2 separate regions of the Hordeum vulgare genome follow, and region 1 is linked to region 2. The links are chromatin contacts, called in public Hi-C maps. All regions are on one chromosome and are shown on one strand. The core of a region is the stretch at or near the end of the contact, and the rest is flanking DNA. Distances in the headings are between cores, read along the strand shown. Region 1 overlaps LOC123401830 (cytochrome P450 734A2-like). Region 2 has its middle 80 kb from the start of LOC123404091.

Region 1 (3,323 bases), core at 384-2,883, 410 kb before region 2:
CAAAAACTCCTTTCTAGGGCCCCCCTTGGTTGTTTGGCCTCAATCCCAAAGATGTCGCTCCTCTAATGTATGAGGCCTCTAGAAGACAGAATTGGAAGGTGTGCGAGGCTCTCCATGGGGACGCCTTGATGACAAAGATCAAGACCGACAACATCATTTCCGGTGAACACATTCAGGAGCTTTTCTCCCTTTCGATGTTTGTTCACGACTTCCAACTTGATGAACATGTCGAGGATGACATTGTTTGGAAACACGTTGTTGATGGTATTTACTCGACGGCAACTGCGTACAAGTTACAATTCCTTGGACTGGCGCTCTCCCCCATGAACTTTATGGTCTTCAAAGCATGGGCCCCACCAAAGGTTAAATTCTTTGCCCTACTAGCATTGCAAGATAGGAACTGGACTGCCGACCTCTTGGAGCTGTGTGGATGGGATAACTGTGGTCTTTCCCTCTTTGTGAGAGGGAGCTCGAAACGGGCATTGACATATTCATCAACTATCGCTTCTCTATTCGACTTTGGGGTTTGGCCATTGCAAAATTCGGGCTTCTACATGTGGAAACATCCTGTTGTCACCTTGAGGAGTCACTCATGAGACGGTGGGACCAAAGGACCGACATGCAAAATCCCAATAGATCAACCATGGCTTCCCCCACCATGCATGTTTCGAGGATCATTTGGAATGAGCGAAACACGACAATCTTTCGTCACAAGAGTGCTCCACCGCAAAATTTGCTCAAGGGCGCTTTGGACGAGGGCAACCTTTGGGTTACCGCCGACGCTAAGAAATTATGGCAAATTGTTCTATGTGAGTAATTGTCAGGGCCTGTTGTGCCCACTTATAAAACTCTATTCTTCCTTAATTTAATGGATGAGGCAAATCTTTTCCTTCGTTTTGAAAAGAAAAAAAGTAGGATCCGTGCTATGACGACATCAACTTGACAGCTAGTGGTCGATGGCGGGAGCAGGAGGGAGTTGGGCCACATTTTCATTTATTTTCTATCGAACCAAGTTGTCATCGGAGAGCAACTTATAAAAATTGGATTAAATATGCATGGTTCCAGATTCCGTGTTTAGACATAACAGGCTTCCTATTTCTTTACACAATGACTCATCGGGCGATTCACATACAAATAACATTAGCAAATCCTAGCATTCGAAGTAAGGACAAATGAAGCACCGTAGTGACGTCTTGACAGATTTGGGGGTTCAAAAACTGAATTGTCACAATCCACCTTGATACCGAACGCAGTCTAAATCGCGTGTATATATACGCTTGGATTTGGAAGCCACAACAAGGACGTCGATGGCGACAAACGCACCTAAAAAAAGGTCCATACGCGTTCCAGGTAGTAAATCTCAACGCAGTAGCTCGCCTAACTCAGCGCACACCATCTTTAAAAGAAAAGGAGAAAAAAAAAAACACGTTCCCACCGTGGCTGAGGGGCGCAGAAATGCTCAGACCGCGAAGGACCGGGGGTTTGGCATGCCCCCATGCATGAGTCGGACCGGTAAAAAACCACAGACGGCGCGGCGCTCACCGTTTTTTTCGGTGAGCAGCACGAGAGCTACTGCGTGCCTCTCCCTCCGGCCCAGCCACGAGGTACTACTTCCTCCGTTGTCCGTTTGCATAACCGTTGGGAATGCTCCTTGCGGCAGTGACAGCTAGCCCCCGACGACAGGCAGAGTCTCCCCCTGGGTATGCCCACCAGGATTTGGCTGCCGGCCCCACCCTAAATTTCCACTCTCGATTCAGCTTGTGCTCTTTCACAAATAAATAATACTCCCTCCGTTCCAAAAGAAATATCGTTAATTTGATATAAATTTATACTAACTTAATATAAATTTTAGGACATTTATTTTAGGACGGAGGAAGTAGTAGTACCTAGTTTTCGTATGAAAGTTGAGTGGGCCGCACAAGCACAAAATTAGAGAGTAGGGCGTTTTGGAGCTCGGCCTCTATGAAGTCTTTTATTTTTAAAATATTCAAAATTTCAACTTTCTGATTTCAAAAACATTTGAAAAAATATGCAAGTACAAAAAGATGAAATGTATATATGTGTGTAAAAATCAGTATGAAATACTTTTAGATGTGATGTCTGAAAAAAGAACAAATCCGTATACTTTTGAGATGAATAGTATCATGTGTTAAAAACCATAAATCTGTCTTTTTTACACAAACCTTATTTCAACATATTTCGTTCTAAAAATTTACATACATATGTGCCATGTCTTTATGTATATCTTTATTTTTTCTCAGATATTTTGAAATATAAAAATATGAATTTTGATGAATTTTAAGTTTTTTAAAAATCAGCCTACATGAAGGCCGAGCTCCAAAAGACATTTTCTAAAATTAGACTAACAAAAACCTCTCGCAAGCTTTGAATTTCCTTGGATTTCCTATTTTCTAGTTGTATTTTTAACAAAAGTGAGTCATTAGGCCGGATAGGGATTGTTAATTAGGCAAGTACTCCCTCTATTAACTAATAAAAAAACATTTAGATCATCACTACAAGCGTTTAGATCATTAAAGTAATACTTGTGGTCTTGCTGTTGTGTGTTGGGCATTGTGGAATTGTCGTAACCGTGCTATCTTTGAGAACAAAAAATTGAGTTCCCCCTTCGATGTGATATATACGGCTTGTGGTCTCCTTACATACTGGACAGGTTTACTGGCAGGGAAAGATCGGGAGGCTATGGAGCGAGGGGCTAAGATGCTGAAGATCAATGCAACTAACTTGATGTGAATTTGTGCTGCGCCAGATGGTGCACAGTGATGATGGTGCATGGCTTCTGTGGTCAGGTGGTTTTAGTTTGCCATCCCCCCCCCCCCCCCCCCCCGCGTGGAAGTATTAGTTGATTTCAAAGTGAATCAGGCTATGTTCTATGTTGGTGTTAGACTTGTTTTCATGTAGTGTGACTGGTGGATTTTAGACTTTTTTTTTCGTTGCGGTGGATAGGTGTTTTTGGGTTTTCGCCCTGCGGTAGGCTGCTCGAGAACGAGTGCCTACGGTGGGTTTTTCAAAAATGCTTTGAACTCGCTCCCCTTTTTTAGTTTTCTTTTGTCAAACTTTGTATTTCCGTTATGATAAGTAATGGAAAGGGGTTTGTCCGGTTTAAAAAAAGTAATGATATAAACGCTTTTATATTAGTTGACAGATGAAGTATATTTTTTCTATAATGGATAAAGGATCACCGACCAAAACAGTGGAGAGACCGGCAAAAGAGAATGCCGCGCGTAGGGTAGACACAGGGTTCCAAGGAAATTATAAACATGACACCATTTTTCACTTCTTTTCTTCCCGACGATGATGATGGA
Region 2 (3,030 bases), core at 380-2,879:
CCATGACCGGGAAGGTTGGTACCAGGGGCCCGCCCTGGAAGAGGGGGTGTGACGCCGACGTAGGGTACGGGGGCGCGTGAGGACCCGCCATACGGCGCGGCCTGGTGCGACAAAACGACCGGCGGATGGTGTGGCTGAACCGGGGATGTCGTGTGGACCGGGCCGATGGAGCCGGCTAGCCACGACGGCAATGTAGACAGCGACGGGGGGAACCGTAGTTGGTGGATGGGGACCCGCGGTCCCGATAGCGCTCCCGAGACGGCAGGCGCGACGCCCTGGGAGGGAGGGGTGGTCACGACGGTGGCGGCAGCCACTGCGGCTGCTGATACGTCACGGGCGTGGTGAAGGTGCCGGGCGGCGGCGGGCCATAGGGACCCGTGAGGAAGTTGCGGATTCCCGCGATCGCCTACCCGAGCTCCTGAAGTACCGCAGTCATCTCTACCGGCGTGAAGACGATGGATGCAGTGGCGGGTGGTGGCGCGTCGGTGATCGGCCCTGAGTGGGCTCGCGGCGTGGTGGTGACAGGTGGCGGTTGGGAGGCGGTAGACAGAGGGGCAAACATGATCGGGCCTGAGACAGCTGATACCAGATTGATAAAAGGTGGCTTCCTACAAAGCGTATGCGTAGGTTATATGGATGGCTAGTGGGTTGGGGGAGAGTGTGGGCGCGAGCAACTTTTCAAACCACTTTGGAGACCAACGTTGCATAATGATGTGCATATAGGTTACCCGATGATTTTCGGGCTCCTTTGCACCGCTTTGTTCTGTCATCGTGGAAGATAGATCTCTTGCAAAGTGGCAACTCTATGCACCGACTAACTAGAATCTGATATACCTATTTTGGTGTCTATTTTAACTAGTAGGTCATATATTCCGTTGCTGCAATTCCTCCATCATGAGGAAATGAATCTTGCGTCTTCCTCCAACAACCAAGTACCACCACTTTGTGCCAGGAACAAAAAGGAAGAGTCGAACCAATTGGATAAATCATCATGATGCCAAAATGCGATACTCATATTCCAAATTCTTGCTGAAAGTAATGCTTCGATCGGATTCAATATTTTCTTTAGTAACTGCCGAATCGTTCCAAAGGGGGATTAAAGACCAGTTAGATAGCGTATATAGCTAGAGCAAGGTGCTGGTCTTTGATTCACGAGTCAGGATATATTATTTTATTAACCCATCCGTATCGATATATGTAAATTGTTATGCAAAAGAATATATTCACAATAAGCTAGTTTGTTACTCCTTCCGCTTCTAAATATAAATCTTTTAAAATATTTCACTAGAGGTTTACATACGAAACAAAATGAATGAATTGGTAAAACCTTTAAAAAAATTATATTTAAAGACGGAGAGAGTACAAAAGAACATTATCCACGCTTAAAACAGTTACAGCTGGCTGGTGTGAATTTGCAGTTGGGCTCGACCAGAGAGCTAGCGCTCAGTTCTGGCCCCCTCTCCATCAACCTGGCCCGTGAGAACCCTAACCCAATTAGTTACATATATGAAAACCACTCAAGATAATTTACATATATGAAAAACAGAAGAAGGTCGACTAAACCTTGGTCGCCAGAAATATAAAAAATCGACGGCCGAAGCGGATGCACGTCAACCCTTTGCCGCATACCACTGACCGAACAGTCGTTTGTCACACGTCCTGGCTCGCTCTTTCAAGGACGTCGTGGCCTCTGTTGTCTCCGGCTCAGTTTTTCTTTTTTCCGGCTGTCTCTGGTTCAAGTTGACACACAATCAACTTGAGCCATAGAAATACTTTCTCTGTATTCATTTTTTTAACAAGTATTTGTAAACAAAGAAAATGATTTTCAGGTGTGTGTCAAATACATGTGATATATAAAACATTCTTTTGTGTTTTAAAAGTGCATTTGCATCGAAACGTTCCCAAGGAATCTGCTTCCATTGCACGAACTTTGATATATACTTTTCTATCCGTATATCCATGGCCAGCACATATCTGCATGCAAATCACACCGAAACTAGCGAAACAGAGAAGAAAGCGCCAGTTTCTCTTGTGAGAAAATAAAGTGGTTATGTCTCTGTCTACTTTTCAGTCTTTAACCCTACCTCCAATACTACGTGATTGAAACCGTCGTTCTTGTTCTCTTCCTCCGCTGCTGAAATCAGTGTAGTTGTTCAAGTCAAATGCGTTGAGCGCGTCCGGCATGTCGAGAAAACTTGCTTAACATTTATCGGAGTCGGGCAGTCGAGTCGTCAGATGTGATGTAAATCAACGCGCACGTATATCCTTTTAGTTTAGTCTGCCGAGAATTTGGCTTGTTCCGATATGAAAGGCTAACTAACTTGTTAGTCAAAACATCATGTCCTTGACCAAAACCATGGTCTCTGTATATTTACTCAAACCTGAAACGTCCATGCATACGTATATCCGTAATAATCACAAAAAGGTACCCATCATACGCGTACTAATTTATAATTGTACATGCCGCCAACTTTGATTCAAATTTGGCAGGAGAACAAAGACGTAACAAGATTTGAGTATCATCATTCCCCGCAAAAAAAAAAATTAAAAAAAAAATGAGTATCATCATTATGTCAGGAAACTCTAACAGTTGGTAAAGTCAGCCGGCTCATTTTCCCTTTCACATGCAAGCGCATATTTACAATTAAACAAAGGGTCCACCTATTTGAGATAGAGAAAAACGATCACATCTCTCGTACTTAAAAAGCGAGTTTGTAGTCTCGCTCATTCCGGCCAACCCCTCGTCAAACACTAAATTACGTCAAACGCAACCAATTTAAACGGCCCATATGACATGTGTATTAAGTCAATTAAATTGATAATTTTTCAAAACAACGTCTTGCATTAACTCATTTAAATTAAATCTTTAGAAAATCACAGTTAAATCAAAAATTTCCCTCCCGTCACTACTCATGCAAATAAAATCTTACTAAACAACTATAGTCAAAGTTAGCCCGCAGGATTTGCACCCTTTGCAGGAGAGCAAACGAGACAAAGCATCTTCTTTACTTCAAATGCCGATTCATTATG

What was found. Hi-C and Micro-C count contacts between places; a contact is called where the count stands out from the background.
Region 1: a Hi-C map of leaf shows a contact between it and region 2, with 5 times the contacts expected there. The contact joins two enhancer-like sites. A contact is called at or near these places in 2 of 6 Hi-C or Micro-C datasets (both in leaf).

What each region holds. Positions count from the first base shown.
Region 1 is chr6H:180,961,036-180,964,358 of MorexV3_pseudomolecules_assembly, reverse strand. LOC123401830 (cytochrome P450 734A2-like) reads right to left here. Exons shown (of 4, transcript XM_045095684.1): 4 at 3,271-3,323. Among protein-coding and RNA genes, the nearest start is that of LOC123401830, 4.7 kb to the right of the region's middle. Within about 2 kb of position 1,633, at least 3 of the 3 cell types and tissues checked have open chromatin away from gene starts, as enhancers often do. A contact at or near this core is called in leaf, where this site is marked.
Region 2 is chr6H:180,554,495-180,557,524 of MorexV3_pseudomolecules_assembly, reverse strand. No RefSeq gene overlaps it. Among protein-coding and RNA genes, the nearest start is that of LOC123404091, 80 kb to the left of the region's middle. Within about 2 kb of position 1,629, at least 1 of the 3 cell types and tissues checked has open chromatin away from gene starts, as enhancers often do. A contact at or near this core is called in leaf, where this site is marked.